4 separate regions of the Mus musculus genome follow, and all the other regions are linked to region 1. A link is a contact called in public Hi-C data. All regions are on one chromosome and are shown on one strand. The core of a region is the stretch at or near the end of the contact, and the rest is flanking DNA. Distances in the headings are between cores, read along the strand shown.

Region 1 (6,533 bases), core at 1,101-3,600:
AGTGCCACCTCCTCTGGAAAGATTGCTCTGATATTTCCAAGTTGTAATCACAAGACCCCACAAAGTCTCCCTTCCTGCCAGTCTGCCTGTGAAACATGAGCTACTTCTGCCCAGGTATCTTCCCTGGACCTCCCTCATCCATCATTTATTTTTAGTTCTCTTAAACGCAGTAGTTAATGTTTATACATTACCACATCCACTACCGGGTTCGGTGGGGTATATGTTGGTGAATGAATGAATGAATGAATGAATGAATGAATGAAAGTGTTCACCTCCTTTGACAGGCCTTTATATCAGAGGTCCATGAAGGACTTCCACAGACTCTGCCTTACATAAGGGAGCCCTTTTTTTCCTAGTGTGCACTTCTATAAATGGACTATGTCAGCATATTTGAAGAAAGGGGCATAGAGAATCAGAAAGCCCCATGGCAGAGGATAGTGGCGGATTGTAAGGGTACAAAGGAGAGACTGAAGGCAGCAGGGCAACATATCTGGAGGAGTAAATGTACTGGAGCCGGCATCAGAGAGGCAGGAGATCATTTCAAATCAGAGGACCTGAAAAGCTAGATGTCACCACCACCACCACCCCCCAACACACATCGAGGGTTCACAGATAAGTAAGTGGAGTTTGGGAGCTGCATTTTTCAAACTCAGTAGCCCCAGAGGACTCAGTCCCCAAGGTCACTGAGGGCAGTTCAATTTCATAGAAATAGGTAAGGCTTAGAGGTTGAGAGTTTGAATCTTGGTTTTTAGCCAAGTGACCTTGGAAAGTTTCTTCACTTTCCTGACATACTGATCCCAGGTTGTTTTTTTTTTTCCAAACAAACAAACAAAAAAAAAACGGGAAAGTGCACACCACCCTCATGGGGTTATAATTATGTATAAAACTCACGTATGCACATGTCTAAAACCTAGAGAAGTGCACAGACCTATATTTTCCCTGTGTTTTTAGATATCTGACTTTTTCCAAAAGCTTCAAAATAGTTTCAAAAAGTGGTGAAGGGAAAAATGAAAGAGTAGTGTGAAAGGGAAGAGGCAGAAAGGAAAAGTTAGGGGGAAAACAAAACAAAACAGCCAATGGTAAGACTACAGTAAGGAACAGACAGCCAAGCTCCACAGAGGAGGGAAATGGCTCATAAATTATAGTGAGGAAGCTTTTGTAAGATTAAAGTCAACGCAGGGAAGAAGGAAATGAGTGCAGAGATGAAAGACAGAGCAAAAGAGGTAAGAAGATGAAGAAAAGTTTTACTAGGCAAAGGAGAGTGTGCAGGTCCATTCTCACAGAGGTGATGTTTCCCTTTCAGTATAGGTCTGATGTATCTAGGTTAGAAACTGGAATCAGCCCAAGGCCACAGGGTATTCTAAGACCCAGATTTAAGGTTAAACTTGAATCTCCAGGGAAATATGTGTGTGTGTGTGTGTGTGTGTGTGTGTGTGTGTGTGTGTGTGTGTGTGCCATGAGCAGAGTTGATGAGTGAACAGCCCTCTCCTGTGGGAACTGGGAAACGACCCAAAGCCTAGGATGCCAGGAAAGGTCCCTTCCTAGTGCCCTTTTCAGGAATTTCTTACTGAGATTGGAAGCTGCCAAGTAAAGCTGCTCCAAACTTGGAGCAGGGAGGCAGAGTAAAAGTGCCTGAGTGGGCTGCCTGGCAGGGCCAGCATGGAGGCAGCTAAGGGCCAGAACAGCCCAGCTGGAGTCAACTGGTGGGGAACATATTAGAGGTCAAAGTCCCAAGCTTATGTGTGCACTAGCCTTCAAGGCTGCAACCCAGACCTGGATGGAGAAATGACGTGTGGTCCTCCTGGTAGTGAGATTTCAGACAAGTGGTTGGGGAGGATTTCCTGATGCCTCTGGGAACTTATTTCAGAAGATAGAACAGGGTAGAAGATTGAAGAGACTGATTCTTGAGATTGATGTGGGGAGGAGAAAGTTGTCTTGGCTGTCCAGAGGAGCACTCAACTCCCAGGAAGGCCTGGCCTTGGTCAAGGCTTGGCGACAGTGCTTTCCCGGGTGTACTGCAGCTTGAGCCAAGGGTGGGATGAAGCTAAGGTAGTTGATTTGACTTAAGAGAGATTGGAGGAGACGCAAGAGGGGCCCCTAAGTGTAAAGAATTTTAGAGAGAGATGTTGGAGCTGAAGAACCCTGTGCAGGAGGCTTTAGGGGAAACCTAAGAAAGGGGAGGGAGCTACTGGGACCTGTACGAAGCCGGGCGGAGCCTCCGAAAAGCTCAGGGTCCGCCAGGGGAGCGGGCGAAGGGGGGGCCGGCGGCGGGGCGCGGGGAGGCGGCGCGGGGGGGCGGTCCAGGGCTGATCGGGAGGCGGAGCCCCGAGCTGGGGGCTGCTGGCTAGTGGCTCTCTAGGCTCCTTAGCTCGGGCGTCCTGGTTCGCTTCAGTGTCCGCTGTCTCCACCGCTGCTTCTTCTTCCTTCTTCTTCACGGTCGCCACCGCCCGCAGCACCGCAGCCCCTCCTGCCATGGCCGCCGCCGGCGCCCGGCGCAGCCCGGGCCGCGGCTTGGGGCTTCGGGGGCGGCCGAGGCTCGGCTTCCACCCGGGGCCGCCGCCGCCACCGCCGCCGCCGCTGCTGTTGCTGTTTCTGCTCCTGCTGCCGCCGCCGCCGTTGCTGGCCGGCGCCACGGCCGCCGCCGCCTCGCGGGAGCCCGACAGCCCATGCCGGCTCAAGACCGTCACCGTATCCACGCTGCCCGCTCTGCGGGAAAGCGACATCGGCTGGAGCGGTGCCCGCACCGGGGCCGCGGCCGGGGCTGGGGCCGGGACCGGAGCCGGGGCCGGAGCTGCTGCTGCTGCCGCCTCCGCCGCGTCCCCGGGCTCCGCGGGTTCAGCCGGCACAGCCGCGGAGTCTCGTCTCCTTCTCTTTGTGCGTAATGAGCTCCCCGGGCGCATCGCGGTACAAGATGACCTGGACAACACTGAGCTGCCCTTCTTCACCCTGGGTAAGGGTAGGCGCCGCACACGCGGAGTCCCAAGAAACCCAGAACCCCTAAGTGATACCGGACGGGTGGGGGCGCCCTGGGAATCCCCGCTCCAGGCTGCCCCATCAGGGTTGGCAAAGGGCAGCCCAGGGGCCCGGAGGGCGCACAGGTGGTTGTAAAGAAGTGTGGGGCAGGAGGTCCTGGAGCGCGCGCTCTGGGAGCCCGGGGGCGTGCCAAGGATCCCGCAGCGGGGACCTGGCTCTCAGTTTTGCAATCAATTCTCTGAGCTCCGCCCCTTGCATCTAGGACGCAGAAGACCCCAAGTCTCTCGGTGTGCTCTGACCAGGTACTGGGCAAGGAAGACCCTTGCTCTGAAGCCAGTTCATGGTCATGCTGCGCACTGCTCTTCTGGACAGCTCCAGTTGTCTGCCCCCTCTGTCTAGTCTCGAGTTGTGGATCCTCCCCTTCAAGACCGGTTTTCTTAGGATCAATTCAGACTAGCTACGTGAACAAGGAAAGACCCAGTCCTCAAAAGCTTTCCCTTCTCATGGTCTTGGTGACCTTGGCTAAGTCTCTTACCCTCTGAGCTTCGGTTTTTGGCTTTCCTTAAATTGGGGCTGGAATCGATTGAGTCGATATTTGAGGACTGAGGTTCTGAGCCCAAGATCTCTACTTTTAGATTCTCCCTCCGTCCCCGCTATCCCTATCACCTTCTCTTTTCTCCATTACTCCTAGTCGTGCGTAGGCTTGTCATTGCTGTTCACTTACTGGGCTAAGAAAAAGGACCGAAGAGGAAACTGATGGGGGTAGGGGGCTCAAATAGTAAAGTTAATCAGAAAGTTCGCCAGCAGCTTGCCGCCTGCTGATTCCCAGCGCGAATTCCGGAGGAGTCGGCCCTTCCGTGGAGCTGTGGGAAGCGCGGCTGATTTCCCACCCGGGTAATTGATAGCTTAATTATCTCAGAGAGCGTTTACAAAAATGTTGTTCCCCTTAGCTCTCCCGCGCTCGCTGTTCGCTCGCTCTCCCCTCCCCTCTTGGGGGCGCGGGGCCGGATTGGTTGTCGGAGTCAGGCCAACAACAGTGCGGGAGAGGCGCCAAGGGCTCGCGTGGAGACGCTTCTGCAGGATCCTTGTTTTGGGAGGGATCTGAATCTTGTTCTAGTGTCGCGAAGTGGCGGGCTTTAGTGGTTGGCATACTTAGGAGCCAACCTGGAAGCTCCGTATTAACTCTTTGCTCTCCGGAAAAGACTTTCAGATTAATGGACTAGACTTCACTCTTCTGGGAGCCCTGATGGTTTTTGTATTTGCTAATGCCTCCCTCCTTTCCCTTTCCTTTACGCATTTGAGCCAGCAGCCAACCTAACCACTAGGTTTGGAGGCACCATGCTTTTCTGACTGGTTGTTACATGAGTATGTGGAGCTTTCTAGTGGAGGCAAAGCAGGAAAACTACTGGTGGGTTCCCGGGAGACTTCCGGTGGCAGTATGGCTCAATCTCAATCAATCTCTCTCTCTCTCTCTCTCTCTCTCTCTCTCTCTCTCTCTCTCTCTCTCTCTCATGCAAAGGACACATAGACTCATGTACACAGACTCACAGTAGTGTTTTTTTATGTGCACCCATGCAGCTCACGTCTGAGGAAGTCGGTACAGAGGGTCTAGGTGGAGTTCTTGGGAGCACCAAGCTCCCTCAGGCTTGAGTTTGTGTATGTATGTTCTCTCCCAATATACAAAAGTGATCTCCACCTATTTCAATCATGCCCCTTTCCGTCCATTCTGACATATCTCCCCTTCAAGATTTTTGAATATTCATCCAAGTGAGGGAGAAAGAGTGCAGGCCTATGAGTAGTGTCTCCACTGTCAGTCAGAACTCCAGAGCTTTCCAGTTCATCAAATATGTGAGGATCAGGGCCAGCTAGATATAGAGGTGCCCGCAAATTTCTGGAGCTAGCAGTTCGTGCCATTTTAAACTTTGGCTTTCAAGAGGATGACTACCTCAGTAAAAGTCAACAGAATCCTGAGCTGGAAGTTTTGAGCTCCTCGGACAGAATAAGATTGAGAGTCCCTGATACTCTCTCCATTTGGAGCCTTGTGCTAATGCGCAGCCGGGAGCTGGGTGATTGGAGAACTTCTGCCCCCTAGAATGGCCTGATACTTACCTCTTTGGCTGCACTAAGCTTTTTTTGTACCCACCCAGGGATCTGGGTTCCCACCCCCACCCCTCTTCCCACCCCAGAGTCCTGCATTGGCAGCTCAAGAGCTCCCGACAGGGATTTGGCTAGCGAGGTACTCAGCAGATGGCAGGGTATAGCAGGAGCTGTGTAGGGAGACGTGGGCTTTTTATTTGTGTTGGTCTTAGACTGTTTGCATGTAAACATGGAGTGCACAATGAGCTCGGAGAGGGCCAGGCTGGCTGGCAATGAGGGCTGGTGGCAGCACAAGGAGGGGGTGGGCAGTGTGAGTTATTTATGCTCACCTCTTCCCCAAGCTTGTAAGGCAGCGCCATTGCACCTCTGAACCTTTACGCCTGCTGTCTAGCATTTGCTTCTGGACCCTTAGGTTAGATTTTCACCGCAACTTTGTTTTTTTTTTAGGGAGGGGTAACAGCTGTGTGCACAAAATCGGGGCTCAAATCCTGCCACTAGTGGGGAGTGTGGAGCCACCACTAGGGGAGGATGCTGCCTGGCAAAACCTTCCCTGCCATGTCTTGGGTCCTGGGCTCAGAGTTGCTGATTGTATTAATGGCTGCAAAAAATACAAACACCTAGTTAGGGACCCTTAGTATAATTCTCTGCACACATTGTCTAGCATCCTTAGTCACTAAAGTCATCTTTTCTTATTTCATTCTGTTTTTTTTTTAATTAGTCTTATTAGCTTTGCTATTGGTAATTCTTGAGGGATTGAACTCATTTTCTTTAGATCCCTTCCTTTTTGTATCTACATTCTCCCATTAAATCAGACCTGCTTTCTGTAGAAGGGAGTTCATTTTAAATGTTTAAGATCTCCCAACTTTCAATGTCTGGACCTCTTATTTTGAATCTGATTATGTCAATGGCATTGACAAAGTAAAATGTCCCTAAAAGTGATCAAAGAATAGCAAGTAGTTATTGAATCTTTAATGTCATGCTGGGAGTATTATTCTTACCATGCATTATTAATTCACACAAAATAATATGGGAAACGAACTACTGCTATCCCATTTGGTAGATGAGGACACGTTCTTAAAGACTCCAGTAGAAAGTGGAACTATAAGTGTAGGATTGGAACTGAGATCTTAATCTCTTGGATGCTTATATTCTTGGCAATTGTCAAGTTGGCATTCTGAACAAAGTGTGCTATTTATACTGGACAAGGTATTGGATAGAGAAAAATTCTAGTCATCAACAAGAAGAAAAAACATCTTTGTAGGGATCACCACTGTGTCAGTGAGCTGAATAGGAGGGTTTGAAAGTGATACATGAAGTAAATAATAAAGTCCTAGGATTCTGGGATGTCAGCAGCATACTGCTCCATGGTTCCTATGAGTGCGGAGATGACGTGACATCAGGGAAGAAAGTCATATCTATAGATTCTAGGAAATTTGTGGACACTTTGCATAGCAGAAAAAAAT
Region 2 (6,533 bases), core at 1,485-3,984, 120 kb before region 1:
GTACTCATTAATCTGTGCAGAAAATTGCCTTTTCAAACTTACCATACAAAAAAGCATTGGATTAATCTGTGTGTAGAATGAAGATTATTCCCTGACCTAGCAGACTGCACACAGGAAGGAAGGAAAGATAAAACATGACTTTCAAAATTCTAAATATTATACCAATACAAAACATGTGCTGCATGTAAAGTTGGGGAGAAATTCACAGGCAAAGAAGATTTATGTCCATTTGAAGCAGGTATGTGAAGCCATCACTCAAGAGAACATGGTCCTTAACTAGGATAAAGATAGATGTTGGGAACCAGGAGTGTGTTGGCTAATTTTATGTCAAAATGACACAGGTTAGAGTCAATTGGGAATAGGGAACCTCAGCTGAGAAAGTGCTGCCACCTGGCCTTTGGGCAAGCCTGTGCACCATTTTCTTGTCTGATGATTGATGTGTGAGGGCCCAACTTGCTATGGGATGTGCCACACTTGGACCAGCGATTCTGGGTACTACAGGAAAGCAAAGTGAGCAAGCCTTGAGAGCAAACCAATAAACAGGACCCTTCATGGCCTCTATATCAATTCTTGTCTCTAAATTTCTGCCCTTCCTGAGTTCTTTTCCTGACTTCCATCAGTGAGGCACTGTTACCTGGAGACATAGATGAAATAAACACTTAAGTTTTCTCCAAGTTGATTTTGCTGGGGGCATTTTATCACACTAATAAAAACCCTAACTAAGACAATGAATAAAGACATAGAGGAGAATATGTTGAGGAATAACTGAATTATTACATGATTGGAAAACGGAAAATAGTCAGGCACTTTAGGCTAAAAACAGTTTGGAAGGCAGATGGAAGCCGTTTCACAAAAGACCTAGGACACCAAATTACGATAATTCAAGCTGGTTGTGTAGACAAACAAGCTTCTGAAAGGCTTTGGAGAGAAACTGTGCTATCAAAAATGAGCTGAAGGCATCCCTTGAGGAAGTGCCTCAGCAGTTAAGAGCAATTGCAGCTGTGCAGAAGACCAATTTCAGGTTCCATCACCTACATGATAGTATCCAACCTTTTGTAAATTTAGTGCCAAGGGTTGAATGACATCTTCTGATCTCCACAGGCACCAGGTATGTATGTGGTGAACATGTGTAGATACAAGCAAAACACTCACATACATGTAATATAATATAACAATAATAGTGTGCTGACGGGATTCTATTTAAGTAGTCATAGGTAAGAAAATAAGGGTGAAATAATGTGAAGAGTGGGGGTGGGGCAGAGGAAGAAGAAGGGAGAAGGAAGAAGGCAGGGGAGTGGTGGGAAGGAGAGATTGAATTCAATAATGGTGAGAAAGAGAAAAGAGGAACCCGCTTCCTTGAGGTTTCTAATCGTATGTGTCCATGAATAAGATGCCATTTGGACTTAATGAGGATGCAACAAAGAGGGATTGGGCTGGAAGAAGAAATGAAGCTTGCTACTCTGTAATGTCCTTGAAAGCAGAGGTGAGTAACTTTGGGCTCAGCGTGAACTAGCCCAGGAGCCTCTTCTTTCTAACCACCCTTGAGCTGTACCCCTCAGCCTCAGTTTCTCTCAATTCTTTGGAGCAACCAGGCCTCTGGCAACCAAAGAGAGGGACAGGATGGTACAGTGGGGAGAGTTGAATTACCCCAACGTGACCTCTGTACATTGCCTGCTTCTAGCACCTCATTTTCTGATGCTTCTCAGCCTTGTCCGGAGCTAATGAACCTCAGAGAACAAAGCTGTCTTTTGTTTGTTTGTCATTTTGAGGTTTTTCCGGTTGATTACGATCTATGCCAGCAAGAGGATATAAAATCACCAGCAATTCTTAGCTGAGGATCACAGGGCATTTTTATCCCCTTCTGAGAGAATGCTGAAGTTAATGTAAAAAACGCTGTCCTAACCACTTTAGATGAGAGAAACTGTTAAAAGGATTTTTTTTTCTGTATTCATTTTTCTTCTCATGTGAACTGTTATTCCCCCTCCTTTTAGCATTTTCTGCTTTGTTTCACACCCCCTGTAAATCAGGTGCCTTTTTAAAAAGAGCAAAATTTGAATTCCTTCTTACAGACAAAAAACTACAAATGACTCTCACTCTCCATGAGCCCAAAGGAAACAAGAAGAAAAAAACAATCTGCTATGTGGCGCCACTTTGAGGTTTGCCCTCATCAAGCCATGGTGTCTCTTTCCCACAGACCATTTTTGATACCCACCCCCAATCTCTATTTTACACTTAATCTCAGTCTTTGAGACTTCTCACTCTTCTTGGAAAGAATTCTGCCTTAGCAGCTTCAGTCTTCTGGGGGAATATAATTATCTAAACTGGCATGGATCCAGAACTCAGCTCCCCCATGAAAATGATTCCTTATTAAAGATTAAGTGGTAACAAGTATGTCAACAGCACTCCCAGCTCTAGAATAATTCTGAGCAAATAAAAAATGGCAACGGTTCCTATTTTCTATCTGGAAACTCTCTCTGGGCCTCTTTGTACCCCAGGTGGCACAGAGTTCTCTAATTTGTTCAGGTGTTGGATCATGGGAGCCAGTAGACAGGTGATGGGGACAGCAGCTTTATCTACCGTGAGGATTCAGGGGATGCAAGCCAGGGAAGCAGCTGGTTTTGAGGCAGCCTGGTGGGGCTGGCTTTTCTAGGGATGCTGAGCCAGGCCACTAGTCCTGCTCAATCCAGGCCTCCTTCCTGTTTCCTGTAGCCTCTGACTTGGCTGACATGGCAACACTGCCCTCTTCTGGGACAGCACAGTCATCACACTTCACCTGAGTTCCCATATCCAAGGACAATGGCTGGCAGCATAACCGGGAGCAGAAAGGAAGTATGCGGTCAGTTCTTTCGTGGCTAGAATGTCAAGAGTCCCCATCTGTGATATCTGCCACAGCCCAAGCTTTTGGAATCGGACAGACAGCTCTGCCATGTATTTATTATGTGACCCTGGGCATGCTTTACCTTTCTAAAACTCAGAACAAAGAGAGAGTCACTATGGTGCATAGAAATCGAGGTTTTGCTTTTTAGCCGGGGTGATCATGCCTTCACCTTTTCTCAAGATTTCTAAGTTTATACTAGCTACATTAGTGTAATTATTAGCGATACCTTATTTGCTCTTAAATGACCCCCTTTTCTTTATTACAGTGCTAGTCTTCCCATGGTTATGTGTTTGTCCTACTACCCACTCTCCCTAGGTAGCTCAGGCTAGCCTAGAATTCTCTTTGAAGCCAAAGATGACCTTGGAATGTCTGAATCTCCCACCCCTACCTTCTGTGCCCTGGGATAACAGGCAACACACCTGCTTTGTGCTGGGCTGGAGTACCCACCCATGTTCTATGCATAATAGACACTCACACTACCAACTAAGGGATATCCCGAGCTCTTTTTTTTTTTTTTTCAAAAGAGCAGTATGAAGATGGATAGACAGCTCAGTGGTGACAACTGGCTGTGTTTCCAGAGGACACAGGTTCCATACCAAGCACCCACATGGTGACTCATAACTGTCTGTCACTCTTCTCACTGGAGATCTAAACCCTCTTCTGACCTCGGGAAGCACCAGGCACAGATGTGGTACATGGACATGCATATTCAGGCAACCCATCCATACATATAAAATAAAAATACAGGAAAAAAGTAAAAGCCATTCCTTTCCATTAGTCCACGGGGTTGCTAGCTTCCCTCCCTGCACTCAGCAAAGAAAGGATATGACACCATCAGGAAAAGTCTAAAAATGCTACAACAGGCACCAGAGCAACTGTAGAGGGAGCCTGAGCAAACTTCTCCTCAGCACAAGAGCCATGCTAACATTTGCTTGGCCCCCCTGCAGGACTGCAGCAAGGCTCACAAGCAAAGAGTGTGAAAAGGCAGTATGAGATAGAAGTGAAGAACTGGTCTCCTTGTAAATGAGTATCAACTACCCACAGTTGAAAACCTAAGGAAAAAAAAAGATAAAATTAAAACATATAAAAGCACAAGCTCTGTGAATATATGTATTGCCTCCATGTCTGAGAAATGTAGGGAATTAAGGAAATGTCTGCTCATGTGGTAGCTCAGATCATTGACAATGGCTAAATTTTGTTACATTGACATCCCTGAGGGGAAGCTGGCACCAATGCCAGGGTAGCAGCTGATCTGCATGTCTATTTACATAAATTTGCATTGGCCTGGTGTTGAAATATAAATGCTGATATTAAAGAAAGTCATTTTCTTCCAGATTAAGGCATCTCAATATAGTACAGCCGCAAAGATGCACACTGGTCTTTGACCTTGTATTTGCATGACCTTGAATGAGTGATGATCTCATTGTATTGTTTCCTTATCCAGAAATGGAACCAATAATAGCACTCGCCAAAGAAGGTTGGTGCAAGGATTAAACGAGCTAATGTGAGTGAGGGATTTAGAGCATGGCCTGGCTTATTAAGCTCTCAGATGCTAGTGACTATTATTATCTCAGAACTTGCCCATTGCCCGTCACCATCAACCCCAGTTACACAGCCTCTACTTTTTTTCCTTCTGAAAATCATGAAAGTTGGGTGTTTAGAGCTAGGAGGGATCTCAGAACATCTAATCTGTCACTTTCAAACTTATTTTATTTCTTTTAAAATAACCATGGAACACTTTTGGAAAATGAAAGCTTACATGGAAACCCAGCATGAAGAACGGTGGAGTATTGTGGTTAAGGAAATGGGCTCAGCAGACAGACAGGCCTGATTTCCAGCCCTGACAAAACTGCTTATTAGCCTTCTGACTCGGGGCAAATGATTTACCTTGGCTTTAAGCCTCTGTTTCATAAAGTGTAAAATGGCAATAGTTGCTGTAAATATTTCATAAGGTTGCTGTAGAGCTCAATAACTTCACACTTATTGAGTGTTTAGTGCAATTCCTGGCACATTATAAGGACCCAATAATTACACTAACTCTTGAGATTTTAATCAGTGAAGTATATACAAGCAGAAGCACTCTGGTGTAAGTAGGCAAGAAAGTTACAAGTTCACAGGGGCTCCAGGGCCTGCTATGATGAGTCTGCTAAACCTAGCTTAAAAGCTTCTGGTAGAAGACAACATTTGGAAACCAAGATTCAAGATGTTCTTGTCCCTACTCACATATTACATAATTAGTACTTTCTTCTGCCCATTGCCAGGGATCTAATTATCTTTGGTATTTGCTGTTTATGGTGACTTTCCTTTCCTGTGTAGCCAACCTCTTTGAGTTCAACGTCTTTTCCAGGGCAGACTAAGCTGAACAAGACAGGATGGCATCTCCTGAAATTGGTTCCCAATGGGGTGAAAGTGTCCTGAACTTGTCCTTCTAATATCGCCTGCTGTCTTCCTGTGCTTTCCATAGCTCATAGCCAGAGGGAGGATGAGTCACTTTGTTAAAAATAAAAACACTACCATTTTCTTTCTTTGTTCATGATCACAGCAGGCTGGCACTGACACAAATCCCAAGCAGTCAGGGACAGCCAGGGGACAGCCCACTAAGCTGGCCCATCAAAGTGTCGCTATCACCTTTGTTCAGCTAAAACAAAGGGAGCCATGCTTACTGTGGATGGGATCTAGGAACACAAGCATCTGAGTTGCATTAGCACAGTCATCAAAGTAGCCAAGTTTAAGAAGAACAAAAATTGTGATAAGCCCCAAGTCTCTTGGAAGCTATAGGAGTTGATTTATAGCCCATCAGATGATGGCCTCCAATTCATGTAGCCAAGACCAGCAAATGCAGAATAATTTGTGAATGCTCACAGTCATCTATAGGATGGAACACAGGGCCCCCAATGGAGGAGCTAGAGAAAGTACCCAAGGATCTGAAGGGGTCTGCAACCCTGTAGGTGGAACAACAATATGAACTAACCAGTACCCCCAGAGCTCATGTCTCTAGCTGCATATGTAGCAGAAGATGGACTAGTTGGCCATCATTGAGAAGAGAAGCCCCTTGGTCTTGCAAACTTTATATGCCCCAATACAGGGGAATGCCAGGGCCAAGAAGTGGGAGTGTGTGGGTAGGGGAGCAGGATGGGGGGAGGGTATAGTGAAATGTAAATAAAGAAAATACCTAATAAAAAGAGAGAGAGAGAGAGAGAGAGAGAGAGAGAGAGAGAGAGAGAGAGAGAGAAAGCAAGACATAAATCCAAAGCTCTTCTCTATCATAATTCCAATTACTAGAGCCACTACTGTCTGTATCACATTGGATTATTATTTCTGCAATCATGCTAAATGTTTTCTATTAATTTTCTCATTCAATCATCACCATGATTCTATGTAGTAGGCATTGTTCTTTTCTACATTTTGGAAATGAAAAACGTGAGATCTAGAGAAAAGTTATTAGCCTATGCTCCTATAGAAGGTATGTGGTGAAGTTACATGAAATAAGTTCATTTGAATACAGAGCCCAGAGTCTCAAGCACTAAATCATCAACCAATGTTTGGGACACACCAAGAGTGTGTTTATTCCATGATGTGTGTGGTAACGGAGCAGAACCATGGCTTTGATGCTAAATCTTCAGATCATGATGCATGATAATAAATAAGCAGTCTC
Region 3 (6,533 bases), core at 1,133-3,632, 89 kb after region 1:
CTGAAGATAAACAGAAACAGGGCTTACTATTTCTAATACATATTATTACTATCCCTAAATATCAGAATATGTTGCATATCTATTTCTTTCAGTTAGCCGCCGAGCCCTTCAGGGAAAGAAGATGTGCTTAGTTCAAGATAGGCCATCTGAGAATGGTTTTCCATGATTTGAAGATGTGACAATGAGTGAATAGTTGGATAAGTAACAACCACATGGTGAGGAGGACTTTTATGCTAAAAGAAATGAGTTTACAGGTTTCCTTATTTGAGGAAATGAAGCTGAATGTGTCAATAAGTTAGAAGCATCATCCACCCAGCCCATCTCAAGCATGAGGTTAGATCAGGATACCTGGTCTTCAAACTATAGTAATTTAAACTTAAAATTAATAATTTAAAAGTACATTAATTATTACGCATATGACTGGCAGCTTCCGCTTACCATTTCAGAATGTCACACCTTCCGCATCTGCCTGCACTGTTCTTACTGTCTATAAGAACAAAGGGCTGGTAAGGAAGTACTAAATGCGACGAGAGCACAGACAGGTTTTATTTACTTTGTAATATAAGAACTAAATTGGATTGAGATAGATTCATAGGAAGCAGATTTTGGTAGCAATTTTATTGTGATAAAATTTATAGTGTGTGGGTTTTAGAATTATTTCTTGCAGGACAGATCTTGATATTTGTTCCAATATATATCTACATGAGGAAAGATGTGTGGACTTACTATTCATGTTACATTGACTTTCCCAAGGTTGTAAGAAACCTTCTTCATACATTGTCCCCACCCCTGGGCCTTGAGGTTGACAGTGTAGTCCCTTGTGTCTCCCCTTAACCATAATCGGATTCAGTGTGCCCTGCATAGTCACTCAAAATACTACCTATTTCTCAGTATTTGAAGAGAACATTCCTACTGTTTCTTCCCGTGAGGCCTCATTACCTGACGTCTGCATCGTGGAAAACAAAAATCAACATTGCAGACACACTTGGCGTCACACAAATGCGCTAGCATGTACTTGAGGGCCGCCCCACCTCTAAAAGTCATCTTTCTCTTTAACCCTCCAAATGTTATTCCTTAGATGAATTGGTTTGCTCTTCCTAAAAACCTGCATGAGCCTGATAGAAGAATTTAAGGAGTCATTCTTCATCTACTCCTACGCATGTTAATTAACATGATCTCCTGTGATTATGTAGTAAATAATAAAGAAAAATAACTGCTCTTTTATTCCTATTTATAACACTCCAAAGATTATTCAGACATGTCAATTTGGAATAGAATTTTGATGTTTAACACCCAGAAGGTAAAAGTCACTCCTCTGTGAATAATGAAATCATTTTAATTCTTGCAAACGCCATACAACATCTGGCTATCTCCACTGGCCTGTGGCCTCTTTGTGAAGTAGGTGCTCTCATTGCATAGTAATTTTTACACTTATGGAGAAATGCCTTAGGGGTATATATGAGTTCTTAGACTCTTCCCATTAGTTGTAATTTGCACATATGTGTTTTTAAAACTTGTCTTATTTTAGCATTAGTATTATTTAAAATCATTTATATATTTATTCATTTATGTTGCTTTGCTTTCCAAAAATAATGTTAGATGTCTTATTTACTCATATATACTATAACAGAAAACTGACATACAGCTAAGTAGAAAAGTGGAAGAGTCTTGCTTTTGAGCATATTACTAGTAGTATTTTAATTTAATTTCAAATTTAGTCTTTATGAAAGAATGTTTCACAATGGCTGAAGCTTCCAACCTGGGAGAAAGATGTGATATGACCCCTTCAAAGGCATAGACTATTCTGGATGGGAACTTCAAAGGAAATACTTAAGAATGAAACCATCTAAGAAATGAGCGAAGCTTATATGTGGTATAGGATGCTCTCTTATACCATATACTTATTGGCTGGGAAGTAGGGAGTCCTATATCTGGAGCATTATAAAAGATTTATTCTGTCCAGAACCTCCATGATATTGGGTTATTGGGAACTGACATAGTACTTGCAAATCACTGAGTAAAGCGAGCCAAAGAGTAAAGGTGAGATTCAACTATTATTTCTCAGAATCTGGAGGCTAAAATGGCCTTCTTTACACGCACAGTAGAACACAAGAGCTGAGCTGAGCTTATCCCTTGTCTCCAGACAGGAGCATTAGAACAGAGACTAATTACCCAAGGTTCTGGGCCCCTAGAAACCCCGTTTTGTTTTCCCCTTTTCACCTCCTAAAGAACCTGCTTTGATTCTTTTTAACTCTTCCCAGCTAGATGTCAAGGAAACAAAGAGCAAATTAATCCCAGCAAGAGGGGGTTGGAGGTTAATTTGTATAAAGGATGAGTGACAATTTACGAATGGATTATTCACTGCACAGTCTCTTGAGAGCCGAATGCAGCAAGCACACTCACACTCCTTCAGACTCTCACATACCACAGCACCTCCTGTTTGAGCCCTACTTTACAAGCAGACTTAGAAAAGAGCGCAATGGGAACATTTTGCATGCCTGGTGGTCTTCTTTTTCCTCGTTTTTTTTCCCTAGACCTCCTGCCTCCTTAAGCTGCCTACATTTGCTGCCAATTTGTTCAATGAAGCTGTCGTGTGTTGTTAATATTGTCAGGATTTATGAGCATCACTGAATGTGTGCCTGGAATAATTTCATTTCCTTTTCTCTCTGTCCTATTTTTTATCCAAAGAGCAACATGAAAGGAAAGGGACAGATTTCATTCCTAGGTGTATATAGACATGGGCTTTAGCAATAATTCTAAACATTAGTGCACTATTGTCTTCTCCAAACCCTTTTCGTCTTCTTGCTCTTTTTATTCATCTATTGGGGTGGGGATACCTTTGGAGGTGACTATGATGCCAATATTTTATGACCTAACTGATTCAAGAGATTCATCCCTCATTGAAGAACAAGGACAAGACTATGAAAAGGCCATTCTCTCTGTGGTGTGTGTGTGTGTGTGTGTGTGTGTGTGTGTGTGTGTGTGTGTGTGTTTGTGCCAGTTTCCTCATTAGCAACATGTATAAAAAAGCATTAAGCTAAAAGATGTTTATTAAGCTAAGAAATTTTCTCCATTTTGATTCACTATGGGTGATAAGGAAATGTCCTTTCCACAATTTGGGGACAGTGCCAGCTCTCAGAAACCAATGTCAATAGAGACAAAGATAATTTGAGGTGTGTGGTTTTCATGCTTCAGGTAAATCTGAATCTAATTGAGGAACCATTACCAGGCTGACCTTCCTAGCATGAGATTCATATATTGTGCTAGAACCAAATATTTCTTAAACACAGAGTTTAGGATAGAGAATGTAATTTATGAAATTATAGCAAATTTGGGGCTCATGATTCCTTTTGTTTTTAATCTTTAAAATATTTATTGAGTGTGTACTGTGTTCTGAGAGCAATTTTATATTCTATTGAATCAGAGAATTTCAATAAGGTTCCTTTGTAACCCAGAAAGAAACAGGTGATAAATATAAAATATATGTAAGGAAATTTGAGGTAGCAAGAAGTTTATGAAGAAACATCAATATGTTCATTCAAAAAAGTGGATGAAAATGAGAGGCAGGCGCTATCTTGAAAATAAGCATAAATGGGGTGAGGGAGTTGAAGTGATGGCTCAGTGGTTAAGAGCACCGACTGCTCTTCCAAAGGTCCTGAGTTCAATTCCCAGCAACCACATGGTGGGTTACAACCATCCATAATAGGATACGAAACCCTCTTCTGGTGTGTCTGAAGACAGCTACAGTGTACACATATAAATAAAATAAATCTTTTATTTTTTTTAAAAAAGAAGATGAAGATGAAAATAAACATCAAGGGTAAATTAAGTTGATACTAGGAAAAATGAAAAGGGTTAACTACAGGAAGGTATGAAGAAATATATGCCAAGCTAGGGGAGTAATGGGTCTAGAGCCAGCAAGGCGTGGGAAAGCTTGATGTACAAAAGAAATTGATAAGGAAGGCTTCATTAGCAAAGCTTTAGAGCAAGGTTAGGAGAGTTGAAGGTCCACAGTGGGTCTAGCTTTATCATTGTTGTCTCCACCATCAACGTTCACCCTGACTTTTCACTTTTATAATCCTTGTAATCCCCAGGATGTATACTGTTATTTGTATGTTGAACAAAAAGTCTCAAAGAAGTGACTGATGTATGCTGTTGTTATAGTTAAGTTGGAGCCTGCCTCTCAAAGCGTAATGACCTGAATTTTTCTCACTTCCCATCTCATGGGTACTGAGGAGGGACTGTATCCCATCTCTTTCAGGTTCATTTAGAAAATGATTTGCTCGAAGAGAACAGCAGCAAACTGACCACAAGCCAAATCTGCCTCCCTCTTTATTGGAATGCAGTCCCCCCTCCCCCTTTCTGTGTACTGGGTACTTTCTGGCTACTTTCTTCAGTCACCAAGTTAATCACCTCAGAGCTCATATGGCCTGCAGCCTGCAAAGATCAAAGTAGTTACCATCTGCTTCTTGCCAGGAAAAGTTTGTTGACCTCTGGTATTGAACATGGATTGGAGCAAGGGCTGGTGGGAAAGTACAATTCCCCAGTCTGGTCTTGTACCAAGCAGGCTATTAATTTGGACTAAGAAGCGTGTGTGACATGGGACTCTCAAATACTGGCCTCATTCCCAGCACTGGAATTAACTCACCATACAAGTCCAAGAGACCTTATTCCTTTCTCATTTGGGTTATGTTTAAAACAGGTAAGGTGGACAAGATTAGTAGCTTCCACATTATCTTAATAATGATTCTTTGGAATTTTATATGGATTCTCCACATGTAAAATAGAAGTGAAAAACCACATGAGTGAACGTCTCCCATCGGCTGGCAGTGAACCCCCCGCATCTTCATGACCATCATTCAATCATGGCATTTTGGGGGCAATTTGAAAGTCACCAGACTGTTTCAGGGTGTCTTGTGGCTTTCACAATCTCTGCTTATAATGAACCAAGGTATGTTCCTCATATATGGAGATGTTGAGAAAAATCAGTTTTCTTCTCTGTAAATTAAATTTCCCTTTGGCAAGAGAGCACATTATCTTTCCTCTCTGGCTCTCAATTTCCTCATTTATGAAATGAGAACAGTCATCCACAATCCACGTTTCACAGAACCATCCTCGGAATTCATTGAGGTGGTACATGCCAATGGCCAGGTGATGAGGTGGAATAAATAGGAGTCGGGAGTCTTCCAGATGGGTTCAGATACTAGGGCAGATGGACACACACACATACACACAAACACACACACACACACACACACACACACACACACACACCCTCTCCCACCTCCTCTTTTCCTTTTATTCTCTTCCTAGCATTATTGAGACAAATTCACATGCTATATAATATATAATTGATACTATTTAACAGATTTTAATATAATGCACAGATACATATACTCATTACCAATCAGTTCTAGACCAACAACATACTTTTATCTAGTGCATCACTGGCTTCTTTACTGCCATCCCTAGCTTAAACAATCACTACTGTACTTTCTGGACATTTTATATATGTGAAAAATATAGAGGTCTGTAGTTGTATTCTTTTGCATAGCGTATGATGTAACATCTATCAGTACTTAATTTTCTTAAATCTTATTTGGTACATATGAGTGTTTTTCCTGCGTGTATGTCTGTATGCTATGTATGTATTTTGTGCTCAGAGAAGCAACAGTGTCACATCTCCTAAAGCTGAGGTTGTGAGATGCCATGTTGATGGTGGATATCAAACACTAGTCCTCTGGAAAAGTAGTCAATGATCTTGACCATTGATCCATCTCTTTATCAAACAACTTCATTGTTTTTTGAGGTACATTGATATCCTATTATGTGGTTCTATCAATCATGCCTCATTGAACAATATTCATCAAATGATGCTACTTCACTTTCTAGTTATTTTTTACTGTTACTTAAAGGAGAAAGAATTTATTAGGTTATGACCCATCACAGCAGGGAATTCATGAACAGAAAGAAATTGGTCACATTGCATCATTTGTCACAAAACAGAGAGGTGGATGTTTGTGCTTTTCTAGCTTTGTATGTAGTCCAAGACTCCTGCCTACAGACTGATACCATACACATTTAGGGTGAATCTTCCCCATTCGGTTAAACAAATCAAGAAAATCCCTCAATGGCATGCCCAGACACTTGCGTATGGCTGATTCTAGATCCTGCCAAGTTGACACCAGATACCAACCATAACACTTAGAGTCTCTTCTTTTGATTAAAGGGAGTAGTAAACATATGTATACACAAGTTAAAAGATATTAGCTACTCACTCATATAGTATTCTATGTCTCCTTGATCATAAATATGGAAGGACAATGAAACCATACAGCTGTCAAAAAGGAGATCTGAATTCATAGCTCCTTACCATTGTTATGCTACAAAGAAAGATTTGAAAAAACAATAACAATAAAAAGATAAAAATGACTCATCCCGCTTTTCTTTTATTTCCTTCTGTATATAAACTCACAGCTCTGGAGCTTAAAGAAGCTCATCCCTACAGCACAGCTTGCTTTTCCTTTTAGCTT
Region 4 (6,533 bases), core at 2,339-4,838, 79 kb before region 1:
TATCTGGGTCCTTTCAGCAAAATCTTGCTGGTGTATGCAATGGTGTCATCGCTTGGAGGCTGATTATGGGATGGATCCCCTGGTATGCCAGTCTCTAGATGGTCCATCCTTTCGTCTGAACTCCAAACTTTGTCTCTGTAACTCCTTCCATAGGTGTTTTGTTCCCAATTCTAAGAAGGGGCAAAGTGTCCACACTTTGGTCTTCATTCTTCTTGAGTTTTATGTGTTTTGCAAATTGTATCTTATATCTCGGGTATTCTAAGTTTCTGGGCTAATATCCACTTATCAGTGAGTACATATCATGTGAGTTCTTTTGTGATTGGGTTACCTCACTCAGGATGATGCCCTAGAGGTACATCCATTTGCCTAGGAATTTCATAAATTCATTCTTTTTAATAGCTGAGTAGTACTCCATTGTGTAAATGTACCACATTTTCTGTACCCATTCCTCTGTTGAGGGACATCTGGGTTCTTTCTAGCTTCTGGCTATTATAAATAAGGCTGCTATGAACATAGTAGAACATGTGTCCTTCTTACCAGTTGGAACATCTTCTGGATATATGCCCAGGAGAGGTATTGCGGGATCTTCCAGTAGTACTATGTCCAATTTTCTGAGGAATGACCAGATTGATTTCCAGAGTGGTTGTACAAGCTTGCAATCCCACCAACAATGGAAGAGTGTTCCTCTTTCTCCACATCCCTGCCAGCATCTGCTGTCACCTGAATTTTTTATCTTAGCCATTCTGACTGGTGTGAGGTGGAATCTCAGGGTTGTTTTGATTTGCATTTCCCTTATGATTAAGGATACTGAACATTTTTTCAGGTGCTTCTCAGCCATTCGGTATTCCTCAGGTGAGAATTCTTTATTTAGCAGAGAGGGACATTCATATCCCTGGAGAGGTAGGCAGTGTCTCTGGGAAAAGGTTTGTGTGGCTCTTTATCATTGGTCAGGCCAGGGTGGTGGAAAATGCCTCATTTGCATATTCGAGGGGCTGTAGAGTTGGGGGGTGTTTATAAGGTCACACAAGAAATGAAGTATGGTAACTGCCACGGGGGAAAAATTAAGGGCTGATGGTGGGGCAGCCAACTTTATGGCACCAGGTTGGCAGAAGGTTAAGATCCAACTCTGATGCCTCATATGAGGTATCTGGGGTTCTTGACTCTTCCTCTGTAGGCCTGGGCCATTAAAGTCCCACCAGACTGCATTTATACCATTAAAGAACTATCATACTAAACATAAAATTAAATGCAATATGTATAATATGTTATGTGTATCATACAAAAAATACTTTAAATTGATAGTACCAACTGGAGCATCACAGCAAAGGATGGAAAGTGCAGATGAGAAGAGAGAAGAAACTGTACAGGAAAACACCAAAGAGATCATCCTGTTAACCAGTACCAGTGTAAACCAAGATTGGTCTTCTGTCCGGTATGGAAATAAAACCAAAATATCAGCCACTAACATTTCACCTGTTCAGTGCATTAAAAACTAAAGACAGTCTATCTAGTTGAGGGTAAAAGTGTAGGAAGAAAAAAAAAATTCATTTATTGTATGAAAATATATATGTACCTGGAACACTTTTGGAAATTACGCAGAGGGTATGCAATAAAACTTTAAAAATGCATCCACTTAACATAGCAATCCTACTTGAGAGAATCTAGCATAGAGAAATAAGATAACATAGTACATGAATATAATATTAGGGCCATTTATTGGGTGACTATTTAACATAGCATAAAACAGAAGTCTAGTTCTACCCTGAATGCTTGTTGGAACTTGTTGGTACTTTTCCAGGAAGAGTCATTTAGTTGTTTTCTAAAGATGAGTTAGGTGTATGTGTATTGACCAAAACAGATGAGAGAAAAATAAAGATAACATGCAGACTAGGAACAGTGAAGGGATTGTATACAAAAATAGAAGGGGTTTGGGAGATGTCTTAGTTGATAAAATGCTTGCTGTGCAACTATGAAGACCTAAGTTCAAATCCCCTACACCTATGTAAAAACTGGACACAGCTGTGCACACCTATAGCTTCAGAACTGAGTATGTGGAGACTGGCACATTCCAGAGGCTTGTTGGACATGCAGGCCAGCCCAGACATTGAGCTCCAGATTCAGTAACAGTCACTATCTCAAAAAAAGGAGGGGGGTGTGTTGGAAAGGGATTGAAAATAACACCTGGTATCAACCTCTGGCCTGTACAGATTCACACATAAGCAAGTACTCCCACATACTCATATGCCAGCACATACATACATAAAAATATATCAAAGAAAACAGTATCAGGCTTATAAAACCATTAGGGAAACTAAATAGTATAAAAGCCATATTTGATTTTTGATATTTATTGAAATATACGTGGGGTTGGCAAGATGGCACAGTAGATGAAGATGCCTTCCACTGAGTGTAACTACCTAAGTTAGATCCCTAGGACCAATTGTCAACTGAAGTAAGGTGTTCTGACCTCCACACCTGTGCCACAGCATGTGTGCATGTACTATGCATCACACACACACACACACACACACACACACACACACCCCTAACTAACTAAAACACAAATAAATAAAATCCAAAAAATTAATGTGGCTGGAGGCTGGCAGATACATTTAAATAGAGAATAGGGAGATTGCTGACTTAATACATTTATACAGAAGTTGTTTTGCAGGTGGCAAGCAGCCTTTATGACCCTAAGCAATTTTATCATTAAATCCAGTCATGTGCCTGTGTCCTTGCCCTTCATAGGTCCATCAGACATGCGTACATCACTGAGCTCGGCCCCCAACTCGGCTTTATGTTATCTCTGGTTTTCTCCAAGTACATTCTTGTTATGAGGCCGCACTTCTCTGCATGCTTACAGCTCTGTCTCCATTTACTCCATCCCCTGCCCTCCTCCCTTCTACTCCTCCTAGAGACACACCCACAGAGAATTCAACAGGACGCCTGCCCCGAAGGGGTTTACAATCTGTCAGGACTATGCTGAGCACATTCTCAAATAGAGATGAAGGTAGTCACGGGGAATTGTGCCAGATGGATGTAATTTTAAATGAAGGACAAGGTAAGTCATCTACTTAGGAAAGGAGGGAGTTGAGGACTTACAGGGAATGAACAGGGCTTAGATTGCAATATGGAGTCAACAGAAGATGAATGGAGGAATTGTCCATTTTGTGATCCTCTGAGGGTGGTTTTGAAATTTATCTTTCAAATTGCAGGAGTTTGGGTTGGGTGCTTTTGAAAGCCTCCATGGAGTCAGATTGCTCCCTTCTATCTCTGAGACACATGGGCAGAGGCACTTCCTCCGAGGTTCATTTTTCAGTTCGGTGGATGGAGACAGCAATCACTGCTGCTCATGACCCCCGCCCCCTCCCCCCCGACTCTGCTTCCCACGAGCACAGAAAGCCAGATTTCATCCACTTGTACCACCCACAGCCCAACTCCCTCCACTCACCCCTCCTACTCATTTTCCATGCTGGCCTCCTTTTAGCCCTAAGTCAACTATATTCTTGGCCTGCTCTGCCTGCCTTCTTGGCCAATGGTTCTGGCAGAGACTTAAGAAAGGTCAGATGGGAGGACTACTGGCCTGGGCTCCTACAAGCTGTGTCCTAGTTTGTTTGTTTTTTCTCTCTCTAAACTAAACTATCAGGGGTTGCCTCCTATGCCCCACCCACTTCCCTCTTCCAAATCCCTTTTCTGAGTCTGAAGAAAGTTTTTTCAGCCTGAGAAGAAACCTTCTGCCCCAGGCAAGCCATATCTAAGGAGCTGCCATCAGTCCCCATTGTCTGTGTCCTGGGATCACTGCCAAGGACTGTGACTCTTGGCTAGGGATGTAGAAGGGCCCTGTTTAATCCCATCTGTTCAGAGGTACAGAGAGAAGCCAGATCCCCTCCTCCTCCTCCTCCCCCTCCCTTCTCCCCTCCAACCCCAAGCTCCATGGATGAGTGGCCTTTCAGAGATGAAAAACTGGAGCCCTGTCAGGAAGACTTCTTGCTTGACAGAGGCAGGATCTAAATATAGTAAGGTACAGCTTAACTCCCCAGCAGAGCAAGCATACCCAACCAGCTCCTGCCTTCTGGGGTATCCTCCCCTTTTGGCACCTAGCCAAAACCCAGTACACACTGGGAATAGAGGCCGGTCATCAAATGCTCTGGATTAACCTTCCCATATCCTATCTAGTACCCCTCTTCCCACATAATGTCAATTAGAACCTACTGAGGCATTCTGGAGCCCCCTCCCTTCTGTCCCCCAATAGCAATAGATTCTCTTCTACTGCAAGCATCATTCCAAAGGCATGCCCACTTTTAAGAAGCCATCTTTAAGAATCTATCACATCACACATATTTAACTTTCCCTTTCTACGGACACTAAACATTCATGACTTTGTTCATTTCCAGGATATAATTACTCCCATTTTACAGATATCAACACTATGGCTATGCAGTAACTGATTCCTGAAAGCCCACCTGGTTAAGCAGTGTTTATCTCTTGCTTTAGAAAATCCCCATGACAACATGGAACTTGATTTGCTGGTTCCCTTTGGAATTTCACTTTATAATTCAACTGAAGGACTTCATGATATTTCTTTTATTTCATTAAAATATTTTTGGAGGCAGAGTTTCACATAACATAAATTAGCCCCAAATTTAATGTATAGCCCAAGCTGTCACTATACTGTTGATCATTCTGTCTCAGCATACTGGGTGCTGAGATTAAATGCAAGTACCACATCTGAGTCTTTTAATTTCATGAAGAATCATGACATATTGATTAGGTTTTTATTGTAACTGTTTTCAAATATACAACAATGGCAACCTACAGGAGGAATTATTTATTTTGTCTCAGGGTTTAAGAGGATTCAGTCTGGTGTGGTGGAGGAGGACCCACATCATTGAGGGTCAAGATGCACAGAAGCACAATGCATGAACTATACCACCTCTCTCCTTCTTCTTTATTTTGTCTAGAGGCCTGACCCAAAAGATGTTGCCTTCTACATTCAAGGTGGGTCTTTCATTCTCAGTTACTCTTCCCTTCTTGGTGTGCCTCAGTCTCCGAGCTGATTCTAAACCCAGTCACCTTAATCATATGACACCAGGAGTCTAATAACTTAGAAGCAAAACAGAGCAACAATGTGATAGCCCCATATAAAGTCTCCTGTGCTCACAAAGATGGCCCAGACCTCTTTCAGAGGCTCAAAAATATATTCATTTGGGTTCAGAAGCTACTATTGACAGGGATGGCCCTGGGGAAGACTCCTTTGTATTGTCCTGCCTCTGGGGGTTGCTAGAGCTCATGAATTCTTCTGACTTATAGCTATTGCAATCAACTTCTGTTTCTGTCTTCATAAGGCTACCATCTCTATGTGTTTGTGTCCCTGAATCTTCCTCTTTTTTTTTTTTCACTAACACATCAGTTATTTCATGTAAGGTCTTCTTCAGTTCAGTATGAATTCACTCTATCTTGATTTCATTTTCGAAGATCTGATTCCAAAGAAGATCAGCTTCTGGGGGATTGCCTGCAAACTATTCCCCTTACTAGAGATGCATTTTAAGGCCCTTGTGGATACCAGAAGCCATGTGTAACAATAATTGCTTTCCTCCACATATGTAACTATGAGAAATTTAATGAATATACTAAGCACATTAAAAGATTAAAAACAGTAACTAATAGTAAAATAAATATAACAGTGACACATCATAGTTTAAAAAACTATGTTGATGTAGTCTCTTCTCTCTGTTTCTCTCTGTCTCTGTCTCTCTCTGTCTCTGTCTCTCTCTCTCTCTGTCTCTCTGAGGCAAGATTTCTCTGCTTAGCCCTGGATGTCTAAGAACTAACTCTGCAGAAGAGGTTGTCCTTAAAATCAGAAATCTGCTTTCTTCTGCCTCCCTAGTGCTTAAATTAAAGGCATGTATCACCACTACCTAGCAGTGGTCTTTTCAAAGCACCTTATTTTACTAATAAAATAAATAAATAAATGATCTTTAAATCTTTATGTCTAGTTGAGGAGGAAAGGCTGAATCTGAGTATTAGTGGCGCCATCCAACAGGTTGGAGCTCCAGACTTGATAAATTTTTTTTTTAAATTGAACTAAGCATCATACTTCATCTCTCTCCACTTCCTGACTACAGTGGCATTACAACCAGATGCCTCATGTTCCTGCAACTATGGCTTCACTTCTATAAAGATCTGAGGCCAGAATAACCCCTTATTTCCTTAAGTTGATTTTGTCAAGTACTATGCCATAGTAATAAGAAAAGTAAAGAATGCACTCGTAAAATAATTTGCTGTGGAATTTTCCCATTCAATCTTTTAAAGCTGTACTTCAACATGGGCCACTGAAATGGTAGAAAAATAAGTATGGGGAAGAACATAATTTGACCCAAAATAGACAATATGCAATGGTAACTAGGAGGATGAACTTTAATTTAGGATTTGCCACTTGATCATTGTTTGAATTAGTATACATCAGCATCTCTGAACTCAATATTAACAGAGTAAGTGAAGAATGAAGGGTTCATTCAGTAGGCTAATTCGAA

The links. Hi-C and Micro-C count contacts between places; a contact is called where the count stands out from the background.
Region 2: a contact with region 1 is called in a Hi-C map of cerebellar granule neurons, with 5 times the contacts expected there. The contact joins the enhancer-like site here to the promoter of Astn2 in region 1. A contact is called at or near these places in 5 of 484 Hi-C or Micro-C datasets (cerebellar granule neurons, cerebellum, cerebral cortex and 1 more) and 1 of 115 datasets of contacts at active chromatin or transcription factors (neural progenitor cells).
Region 3: a Hi-C map of olfactory sensory neurons shows a contact between it and region 1, with 1.8 times the contacts expected there. The contact joins the enhancer-like site here to the promoter of Astn2 in region 1. A contact is called at or near these places in 1 of 39 promoter capture datasets (stem cell-derived epiblast-like cells), 1 of 15 datasets of contacts at CTCF or cohesin (stem cell-derived epiblast-like cells), 6 of 484 Hi-C or Micro-C datasets (cerebellum, cerebral cortex, embryonic stem cells and 2 more), 1 of 115 datasets of contacts at active chromatin or transcription factors (embryonic stem cells) and 1 of 9 other capture datasets (adipose tissue).
Region 4: a Hi-C map of uterus shows a contact between it and region 1, with 2.0 times the contacts expected there. The contact joins the enhancer-like site here to the promoter of Astn2 in region 1. A contact is called at or near these places in 7 of 484 Hi-C or Micro-C datasets (cerebellar granule neurons, cerebellum and uterus), 1 of 115 datasets of contacts at active chromatin or transcription factors (astrocytes) and 1 of 9 other capture datasets (liver).

The regions. Positions count from the first base shown.
Region 1 is chr4:66,400,300-66,406,832 of GRCm38.p6, reverse strand. It overlaps Astn2 (astrotactin 2), which reads left to right and starts at 2,350. Exons shown (of 23, transcript NM_207109.2): 1 at 2,350-2,950. The coding sequence starts at 2,473.
Region 2 is chr4:66,519,857-66,526,389 of GRCm38.p6, reverse strand. No RefSeq gene overlaps it. Among named protein-coding and RNA genes, the nearest start is that of Gm25480, 21 kb to the left of the region's middle. Within about 2 kb of position 2,734, at least 18 of the 459 cell types and tissues checked have an H3K27ac peak or open chromatin away from gene starts, as enhancers often do. A contact at or near this core is called in cerebellar granule neurons, cerebellum and cerebral cortex, where this site is marked.
Region 3 is chr4:66,310,905-66,317,437 of GRCm38.p6, reverse strand. The region is part of intron 1 of Astn2 (astrotactin 2); the gene reads left to right. Among named protein-coding and RNA genes, the nearest start is that of Astn2, 90 kb to the left of the region's middle. Within about 2 kb of position 2,382, at least 8 of the 459 cell types and tissues checked have an H3K27ac peak or open chromatin away from gene starts, as enhancers often do. A contact at or near this core is called in cerebellum and olfactory sensory neurons, where this site is marked.
Region 4 is chr4:66,480,141-66,486,673 of GRCm38.p6, reverse strand. No RefSeq gene overlaps it. Among named protein-coding and RNA genes, the nearest start is that of Gm25480, 61 kb to the left of the region's middle. Within about 2 kb of position 3,588, at least 51 of the 459 cell types and tissues checked have an H3K27ac peak or open chromatin away from gene starts, as enhancers often do. A contact at or near this core is called in cerebellar granule neurons, cerebellum and uterus, where this site is marked.